Linked DNA regions of Hordeum vulgare: region 2 is linked to region 1. Evidence: chromatin contacts called from public Hi-C data. All regions are on one chromosome and are shown on one strand. The core of a region is the stretch at or near the end of the contact, and the rest is flanking DNA. Distances in the headings are between cores, read along the strand shown.

The links. A called contact is a pair of places that touch in the nucleus more often than the background predicts.
Region 2: a contact with region 1 is called in a Hi-C map of leaf, with 5 times the contacts expected there. The contact joins the promoter of LOC123446615 here to the promoter of LOC123448963 in region 1. A contact is called at or near these places in 4 of 6 Hi-C or Micro-C datasets (leaf and seedling).

The regions. Positions count from the first base shown.
Region 1 is chr4H:460,888,863-460,893,855 of MorexV3_pseudomolecules_assembly, reverse strand. It overlaps LOC123448963, which reads right to left and starts at 2,189. Exons shown (of 4, transcript XM_045126022.1): 1 at 1,826-2,189; 2 at 1,487-1,616; 3 at 900-1,372; 4 at 1-325. The coding sequence starts at 1,851. The coding sequence ends at 7.
Region 2 is chr4H:461,108,956-461,113,948 of MorexV3_pseudomolecules_assembly, reverse strand. It overlaps LOC123446615 (protein IN2-1 homolog A-like), which reads right to left and starts at 1,873. Exons shown (of 8, transcript XM_045123190.1): 1 at 1,663-1,873; 2 at 1,475-1,535; 3 at 1,282-1,368; 4 at 1,078-1,176; 5 at 845-953; 6 at 667-743; 7 at 372-560; 8 at 1-271. The coding sequence starts at 1,763. The coding sequence ends at 263.

The sequences.
Region 1 (4,993 bases), core at 940-3,439:
GCTGAGTCAGTGGCCGTAGAGCTCTCGGTGCGCGACAAGCCCCTCAGACCTCCTCCTCTGGATGGTGTAGCGCAGCTGCTCCTTGACCTGCCGCAGCGCCAGGAGGACCGACTGCACGTCGTCGCCGCCACCGACGCCCACGCTCGGCTGGGGGTCGGCCAGGACCATGGCGAGCTCGTCCTTCTCCTTCTCCTCGGCCTCGGCCGCCTCTGCGCTGTAGTGCGGGTGTTCCACCAGCACCAGCGCGAGCCTGTCGTCCTCCCCGTCCCGGTAGCTCGCTTCGGATTTTGACGAGCCGCTGGACGCCGCAGGAGCTTCTTCTTCCCTGCTGACGGTGCACCAGAGAAACATTTTTACTAGTTCTACAACACAATCGGTAGTACGCTGTTGCTATAAAAAGAGATGCGCAGACACATCAAGAATCTATGCAGCAACACAAGTGATTACGCGGCTACAAGAAAAATCTACTCCCTCTCCATCCCAAACACTCGGAATGGAGGCAGTATTTCGCAATATCCTAGTAAAAAGGCCCGGGACACACAAAGAGGGATGCAGACGTACAGATGTGCACAACGCCGACAATCCGTCGTCTCCTTTTCTGCCCTATAAATTACAATTATTCTGGTAACTGAGGCATGCGGCACATATTGTTCCCTCCATGTCCATCATTAATAACACGATGAAAACGCACATGTAAAAAAGATGAAGAAATGCAGCCTAATCCCTGCCAGACAAAAGTAAAACTCTGCACGAACCAGGAGTAATCTGCAAACGCCTACGCATGCTAGAAAGGCTGATACTACTAATCCATAGAGCAATGAATCAACCAACTGTTTTTTAACTTGTAATAGTAATAACCAGTAAAAAAGGCACTCATTGTTAACCTGCACGCCGCGTACCTCGCTGAATCACGATCAACGTCACCAGCGCCGTCACCGGAACAGCACTTGTCGGCGTCGTCAGAGTTCTCCTCCGTGCGGCTCTCCTCCGCCTTGCAGGCGCCAGAGCCGGACTGCTCGGACACGACGGAGAACCAGCTCCCGTCCTGGGAGGAGTTGGCCTGAGTGCAGGAACCGGCCGAGGAGCCCTTCACGCTCTCGCCGTCCCATCCCTTGTCCTCGCCGCCGGCGCGAGGGTCTGACAACACCGAATCGACGGTGCTCAGCGACACTGCAGGGCCGCTCCTCTCCTCCATCTCCGGCGCCGCCTGTTGGCCGGAGCAGCCGTTGGAGTTGGAGGAGAGCGAGCCGATGGAGCTCCCCACATCCAGAATCTTGAGGGACTCGAGCCTCTTGATGACCCTCCTCAGCCTCCGCTCCGCCTTGTCCCTGATCTTGACCTCGTCGGAGAGCTGCTTCTCAAGCTCGTCCAACTGTCGCCGAATCAAAGAACAAAGTTAAAGCTGTACCGAACCAAACAGTGGGAACTGAAGGGGTTGACGCTAGCATGGGTACGGAATGTGTGTGGAGGAGAAGTGGTACGGTACCCTGGCGGCGAGCTGGTCGGCCTCCTCCTTGGCCGCCTTGGACGCCACCCGCTCGGCGAGCAGCCTCCCTCTGAGGCACTCCACCGTTCTCATGCCGCCGGCGCCGCCCTCGCCGCCGCCCCCATTTCCCCTGCGATCCAAACAAATGAAAGAAAAGGAAAAGGGTTCAGGAACTGATCCTCCTAGGATCCCCATTAGCACGGCATGGACACGCAGCTCGAGAGCAGAGACAGCGCCGAGACCAAGGCGGCATCCGCGGATAAACAATCAAAGAATCTGTCCTGGAAACCGAGGAGACACCCAGCAATCCAAGAAGGTGGCTGGCGAGTAGCGACGGACCTGCATTGCGTGGCCGGTTCAGACATTCCCTTCCTCCTGGTCACCCTTGTCGACGCCGCGATCTCGTAGCGTCCCGAGCTCGGCAATGGCTGGGGGAAGGGGAAGATAAATGGTGCGCGCGTACCGGCCTGGGCATGTGGCGGCGGTGGCTTTAGGCGCTTCTGCTAGCTGCACTGCATCTGCATGCACGCTGCTTGCTTGCTTTTGAGATGGGTGGCTCCGCAGGGTATGGCGGGGTGGTGCGGTGCGGAGGTTGCTGAATTCGGAGGAGGAGGAGGCTTGAAGCGGAAGGTGCCTCCCTCCCTCCCTCCCTCTCTCTATGTTTTTGTTGCGGGCGTGAGAAGCGTCTGAACGCTAGCTAGAGTGGCTACTGGCTAGTAATAGTAGGGGGCACGGATTTGACGGAGGATTTGAGATGACCACAGCGGCCGCCGGCCGGCTCTGTCCGTGACTGCCACCCGTGAGGCGCGTTACTGGAGTCACCACAGAACTTGTTTCACTCCACTGTAGTCTGTACTCTTGGGCATTTCACAGCTTTCTCAGGCGTAGGAGTGTTGCAAATTGAGAAGCATAAATCGTCCCATGGTTCACGTTCATAAATTGAACTTTGGATGCAGGAGTCGCATGAGGGGTTGTGTCCAAGTGCCATGGCAACCCAAGTCAATTGTGTAGTAGCATAGCGCACACAACAGGCTCATCAACCCTTGACTACGTACGTACCTAGCGGAAGTTGCAAAGTGCTGCACGTGGAACTGAGATGGTAACACTGATTCCACCGATAAGAAAACCGGATTAACAAAGCGATGGCCACAGGAGGGGACATGTGGGGACTTGGCCTGGGGGCTCGTAATATGCAATGTGGCAAGACTGATAACATAACAGAGGGAGGGAGGGAGGGAGGGAGGGCAGAAAGAAAGCCACGTGAAGGGCGGCCCTGCTCATTCATTTAACCCGCTTGCGCTTGCTGTCGCTCGGCCCCATCACCTCTCACCTTGCCGCATACTATTAGTATTATTAATCTTCTGCCCGTGGGTTTTAGCAGTTGGTAGGCAGGGCCCTCAATTCTGTGCACCGACCTCTCCTCTCCTCTCCTCTCCGTGTTGTTGTCATGCATGTGAACATATGTGGTGATAATGCAAGAAAATTCAGGAGGAGGACAAAGGCGAGAGCGCTTGGGGCGTCCTTGTCGCGGTGCCTCACGAGCCGCCTGTGCTCCAACCCAACTGAATCGGAGAGGTAACCGACAAGATGCGCTAGTGTTAACAATGACATATTATCAGCTGTGCTCTCACGTATTATTCGCGCTAAACACGAGCATCACAAGAGCACGCTTGCTCCTAGGAGCATCTCCAGCAGCTGCAAAAAAAATCGCGTTTAATAAAAACCATAGCGTCTCACTGTAGCAATTTTAATACGATGGAACCAACATAGTTTTAGCAGACATTTAAAAACGCGTGCCCAAAAAGCAAGCACTGCAAATTATGAAGCGCGTGATCCCGCGTCCCAAATATGCTACGCGCGTTGACGTTTTTTAGAGCATGCCCAAAACTTTTTAGCGCGCACACTGTTTTGCAGCATCTGTTGGAGCTGTAAACGAATCTTTTAACGTGTGAAGCATTTTTTATGCGGCTGTTCAAGATGCTCTAACTACCCTTTTTGTTCTCTGTTCACTATTAAAGCATCTCCGATAACAGCCCTATTTTTTGCACGAAAAAATATTGAAGTAAAAAAATTAAGGCAAAGAACACGTTTTTTTGGCACGCCCAAGCGCCGTCTCCAATAGCGGCCTTATAATAGGGCACGAAATAGAGCACAACTGCTCTAACAGTTGCCTTAAAATAAAACAGCTGCGCGGAGGAGCCGGTCATGGCGCGCGCGTCCTGATGCAGCCTCACATTGGGCAGCTGCCAAAGTGCCCTATATTTGCTACACTTTTAGAGACTCTTTTTTGTGCCAAAAATGCTAGACGTATGGATAGGTATGGAAGTTCTACAGATCTCTCTCTCCTTCACAACTAATCTCTCCCCTCTGATTTTTAGGATAGGGCCGGTTTTCATCTAACAACCAATTAAATTTGCACACACCAGCGCATCTGTAATTCTATGTAAAATACTTCATCCGTTCCTAAATATAAGTCTTTGTAGAGGTTCAACTAATGGATTACATATAGATGCATATAGACATACTTTTGAGTATAAATTCATTAATTTTGCTCCGTATTTGGACACCTAATGAAATATCTTAAAAGACTTATATTTAGGTACAGAGGGAGTATTTCTGTATCTGTAGCAAAGCTCTTTTTGGGCTGCCCAGAAAAAATAAATAGGATTACATAGCTGTCAGAGGCCTTTTTTTGCCTCGCGTGCCTTAAAAATGTATCATGCCCAAAAATAGGGCTGCTATTGGAGATGTTCTGAGAAAAAACTAAAGTATTTAGACACATTTTAGTGTCACTCATTTCAATCCATATATATAGTCGAAATATCTAAATAACGGAGAGTGTATTAGTGACTGGGAAGTAGGGAGGCATGATTTATTTTAGTGAAAAATGTACGTACCTTTGCTTTGATTGATCCCCCTGTTACTGCTCAATGCTTCTCCTCTTCTTGATACTGTACAACAATTCCTCACCCAGGCCAGGAGCTTCACACACAGCCATGAATAAATGTACCTAGATAGTACGTCTAAAGAAAGCACTCATGAATGTACCCGAGCAATGGACACGAGCTGGGGCATTATTCATAGATGTCAGGGTCCGTACCGTCTGCTGCATCCTGCATAGGGTCTTTGGATTCCGGGTGCTGCCGCCGCCCCATCAACGATGTTTTGACACCTTGCATGGTTAGACAGACACTTGGGCTAGAGCTTTTTTATACTATTCAGTAAAAAAGTTACGCTTTGACACGACGGTCAGACTAGATTTTGTCCAGTCAAGAAAAAGGAAACGGGTTGGAAAGCAAGTACAGCAGCGGTTAAAGTGTAAAGAGACCAAAGTAGTGGAAGAATAAAGATCACAGGATGGAGACTCTACTCTACAGTATGTACCTGTCTTGTTCCAAGAATTTAACCGCCCGGCAATGTATGTATTCTTCTACAGCCGGTCGAACCTCCCCCATCATTCCCGATCTTGGAGCGCAAGCTTTTGCGCCAGAGGGTGATGGACGATGA
Region 2 (4,993 bases), core at 624-3,123, 220 kb before region 1:
ACACCACGTGACACATGTGGTAAGCAATTCAAAGTTCAGACTATTTAAAAACAAGATGGAGTATGTTATTGTTTTATAAAAAGCATAGCCCTTACAGGTTACAACATGAAGTCACTTATTGGGAAGAAAACATATAAAAGTAAATAGGTAATTATGATAATGGTGGGAAAAGAAGCCCCAGTGATAAGAGTTCAGTCTTCGCCAACTCAGGTGCGACCGTTCCCACGTAGCGACCGTTATCCTTGGCGACATCACCGCTTCTTCAAGCAATCTGAAACCTCACAGCGATATATACGTTAGTATCAGTAGTATAATCCGAAAGGAATGAAGAAAAGAACTTAGAATCTGATTAGAGAAAATGGTGTCTTTGCCTTGAGATGCCTCTTGGCAGCTTCAAGCAAGGTTAGCGGGGCATTTTTGGTTTGCTTGTATGCTTCGATCTTGTTCATGTCCTCGGTGTATCTCTCAAGGTTGGGCCTGTCTTTGGTGATCTCATAGTTCCTCAGGTGGGAATAGTATATCTGAACCCTCTCCAAGATCGTCACGTACGCAATATCCACCTGCAAAGTTAAAAGGAATTGGAGCAAGCATTACCACAAACATTCCGATGCAAATTAAAGAAGAACGCATTTGGTTTACGCTCGAATGTATTAGCATATACTGTACCAAGCTAAATTGGCCAAGGAAGAACGGGCCGTCGCTGAACTTGGACAGGGCAGCTTCGATCTTGTCTAAAGCGGCAACTGGTGAACAAGAGGATGTAATTAAGCTCGAGCAATGTGAGCTAGTCCGAAACGATGTGCCTATGATTCAGAAAACAGTTGCAGAGATGGTGCTTAATTACCAGCTTCGTCTGACATGGCCACTTGGGAGATCAAGGGCGAGTAGAGTGCTCTGGTAAAGGCGTCAGCGTAAGCAATCAGCTCATCAGCAAACTGCCTCTTAGCAGGATCCTGGAAATCACACATCCGAAGATTATAGCAAGACCGAAACATTCTCCGATGTAACTGCATTTTCTTCCCTGGGGTGAATGGGAATATGGGATGTTGTGTCTTGCGTGTAAACTCTGAGTCTTACTTGAGGGAGAAATGCCGGGCCTTGGAAATTGGTGTCGATGTACTTGATCAAATCCAAGCTCTCTCCGGTGACCTTGCCGTCGTGCTCCAGGGAAGGCACCTGTATATGGATGGAGCGACGATGAAGGTATAAGCATTGGTGCGAGAATAGGAGGGAATTCGATCGAGGGACAGATATATCGGCGAAGTGTGTGTGGGTGCGTACCGTGCCCTGTGGGTAAACCTTCTCCTTGTACCATGCTGGTTTGTCCTCCAGATTGATGGCGACCAGCTTGATCTCGTCCTGCAGACCCTGCACAAAATGACGCACGAAAGAAGAACAGAGTTTCAGTTTTCTTTTCTTCTCCAGCTACGCAAGGTTGGGCGATGGAAGATGTGACTTGGCATCGGCAAAGTACCTTGCAGTTCCGGGTAACCCAGGCACGCTGGGCAAACGGACAGATGTAGCAAATGTACAGTCTTCACGTACGTCGCAGCACATAATCAACCGACAGTTAGTTTAGCAGTTAGCTCATGAAATGGGTCCTGATGGATGCATAAGTGAAAGACTGCTACTGTACTTAGTGAATTAGGAGCAGGTGGTTACCTGGTGGTGCCATCGAAGAGGGGAGGGGGCTCGGAGACGGCGCCCAGTGCAGGCGGGAGCGCTTCTTTCGTGGGCCTGGCTGGTGCTGCAGCTGCGGCCATTGCGACGTAGGAGTACGTAGTAACGTGGTAGGGACGTGATAAGGAAGAGACGCTGGTTGCTCGAGTCGTCCGAATGAACAACTGATGGGTCGGTTTGGTGATGACTGGTGAGCGAGTCGTCCCGGGTATTTATGCGTCGCCGGGAGGAGATGGGAGCCAAGTTGGCGACTGGAAATGGGATGATGATGGAAGGAAGGGAGAGGTCTCTTCCGGCTAATCGCACGTCTCCGTCGTCGGGGACGATCGGGGTCGTGCACCTAGCTATCTGTTGGTCCCACCAAATCGGGCTGCGGTGTCTTGTCTGTTTCAATCAATTCAGTCCGCTTTTGACGGGGTGACGTAACTGATTGGGTCATCATCTTCAGCAGCCCGACCGAGTGTTGTACGATTACGACGTTCGTCCTCAGCCTTGACGTAATCGATTGGGTCATCTTTCGGAGGCGATTCTGCTTCCACTAGCACTCCCTTCGTTTTTATTTATTTTGCATACTAATACTAGTAGTTTTCATTGAAATTAAAATTTACGTATAAAGTTTGATCAAATTTGCAGAAAATAATATGAATATTTATGATAATAAATTTATATCATGTGAAAATATATGCAATGATCATTTAGTGATGTATATGTTGATTTTACACTATTAAGAAAAACCTTATAGGTGAAGGACTACCAGTAGAGCGGGTCAGGGAGACGTGTTACTGCTAATTTTCTATAGCAGGGGCACCGTACATGCACTATTGGTACCACTTTAGCAGTAGTGCGGGGCAAGTAAGCGACGTTGCTGCTATAGACACGCTCATGCTAAACCTATAGCAGTAGCGCGGGTCGTCGCCCCGCGCCACTGTTATTCTACCCTAATCCTCTTCCCCGTCTGCACGTGTTGCTCACTCTCCCCTCCATACTCCGTGTCTCTCTTCCTCATCGTGTCATCTCCCGCGTCGTCGTCGTTGTCGCGTCATCGTCCTCTCTCCTCCATTGGTGTAAGCCTACTCCCCCTCGCCCTCCTCTCTCCTCCATCCTCACCCTCCTCCACCCTTAGCCTTCTCCCCCTACAACCCCCCTCCTCCCTCCTCCGGCCATCACCCCTTCTCCCTCCTTCAGCCATCGACCTTCTTCCCTCCTCCATCTGTCGCCCCTCCTCCTCCTCCAGCCGCTGGCCCCCTCCTCCTCCCAAGTTTTTGAATTTGTTCGTGTTCTAGGTCTAGATGGAGATGATGTTCAAATAGTATTTGTAAAAATGTGAATTTGCAATAGATGTAGTAGTTGTAGTAAAAATGTTCCTCCATTGCCGTAGATGTAGTAGTAGTAGATGAGTAACTATAAAAATGTGCAAATATAATTTTTTAAATGAAAATGTGAAGCGGGTTAATTTTTTTGAAATGCAAATTTGAAGCTACCTTTTTTTAAATGCAAATGTGAATTTGCAGAGAAACACCTCTCGGTGGCATATGTTTTGCCGGAATGTTTGTTCATTTCCGTTCCCGCAAATTTCACGCGCTTGATATGTCCTATTTTAACAATAGTCATGTCGAATGTTTCGTGGATTTCAACATGAATTTTCCTATAAAGTAGGAAATATCAAGTACCATTGATTTGCCGGAACAGGAATTAGATGACATTCCGGCAAAACATAGGTCATTTTTATGTCATTACTACATAAATGTAATGTTAATTGACTTATGATTAGGGTTGACTTTCAGTCTGTCGGACTCCTTGTGTGACTTTCAATATGTTCTTGATGGAGGAATCCCGACTGTTGTCGTGGGAGTCGTTTCCTCTTTCTCTTCTCACGATATATATACCTTGGTGTAATGCGCGAGAGAGGCATAGGAAGCGATCAAGACCGACGATATAAATATTAGAGGAAGAATCCCAACTATTGTCGTCGGGGTCGCTTCCTCTTCCTCTTCTCGCGATATATACCTAGGTATAATGCGTAAGAGAGGTAGAGGAAGCGACCAGCACGGATAGACGAAATACCAGAGGAGAAATCTCGACTATTGTCGGTGGAGTCACTTCCTCCTTCTTCCCCGTGTGCTACACATTTTGGTAATGCATGCGAGGACGAAGGAAGGAGCGACCAACACCGACAGTCGAAATTTCTGTCAAGAGGAGTGTCCACCACATACACAATCATATCAGTGTGAAAGAGTGTGCACCATATACACGAGATATTGGAGTTTTTCAAGGAAGCTTTGATAGACCAAAACTCAACCCATGTTGAATAGTTCTTGGTATAATTATCGTTGATTTTTAATCTTCGAATCATGAACATAGGAAATGTCTGGCGAGAATCAAGGGTATGTGCGACAGACCTCACGTGCAAAATGGTAGGTTCTTCACCATCAAGCTGGACAAGAACTTCGATGTTCTTACGATACACAATGATGACAAGTGTTTTTTTTCATAATTAATCATGACTTGTGTTTCTTTGCTTCAACATGTAATTTCCACTTTTTACAATTCAACTAGTGCATCCCCTGCCATGCAATATGCTATGTCTTGGAGAAGGTCGGTTTCCAAGATAGTGACAATATGGAGATGAGGAGATCTCACCTGAGGACTGGACATGGTTATGCATTTCGGGTTAAACTATAAAATGAAGTTAATCACTCAAATTTTGGTTGCTCAAATTGAGAAGCTCTAGGCAAGCCATATGGATTTAAGGAGGATATGCAAATAACCTTTGATATTCGTCATGAAGATGATATTGAATATACTATCGACATTTGAGTGGGTGTGGATATGCTTCTAGTTTTACCTCTATGTGAGTTTGTCGCCCATATTTCTGAAGTAATTTATATTGTTTATTTAAAATAGTTGGTGTTCATCCCTACTAAACTTGTTTATTTATAATTGACAACTTGTTTCAGTTCTCCAAAAAATACTCGGAACGTTGCACACAAGACGTACTACGTTTAGACCTGGCCTTGGGAAACCCCGCTCGGCCAGCCCAAAATTCCCGCGTCGGTCCAGGCCTGGCTTGCCCACGGGCCAGTTCCGGGCTTGAGATCCAAGCCCGAATGTCGGTCCGGGCCGGGCCTGGGCATGTGAAAACAGTTTTTACGCCTATGTCAGGCCAGGCCTGCCAGCTTGGGCCGGGCTTTTTTGGGCTCAAGTCGGGCTTGCACTAGTAAGAAAAGGGCCATTAGTCCCGGTTGCAGAGGGCCTTTAGTCCCGGTTCTCCAAATGGGCTAAACAATCGGGACTAAAAGCCCAAACTTTTAGT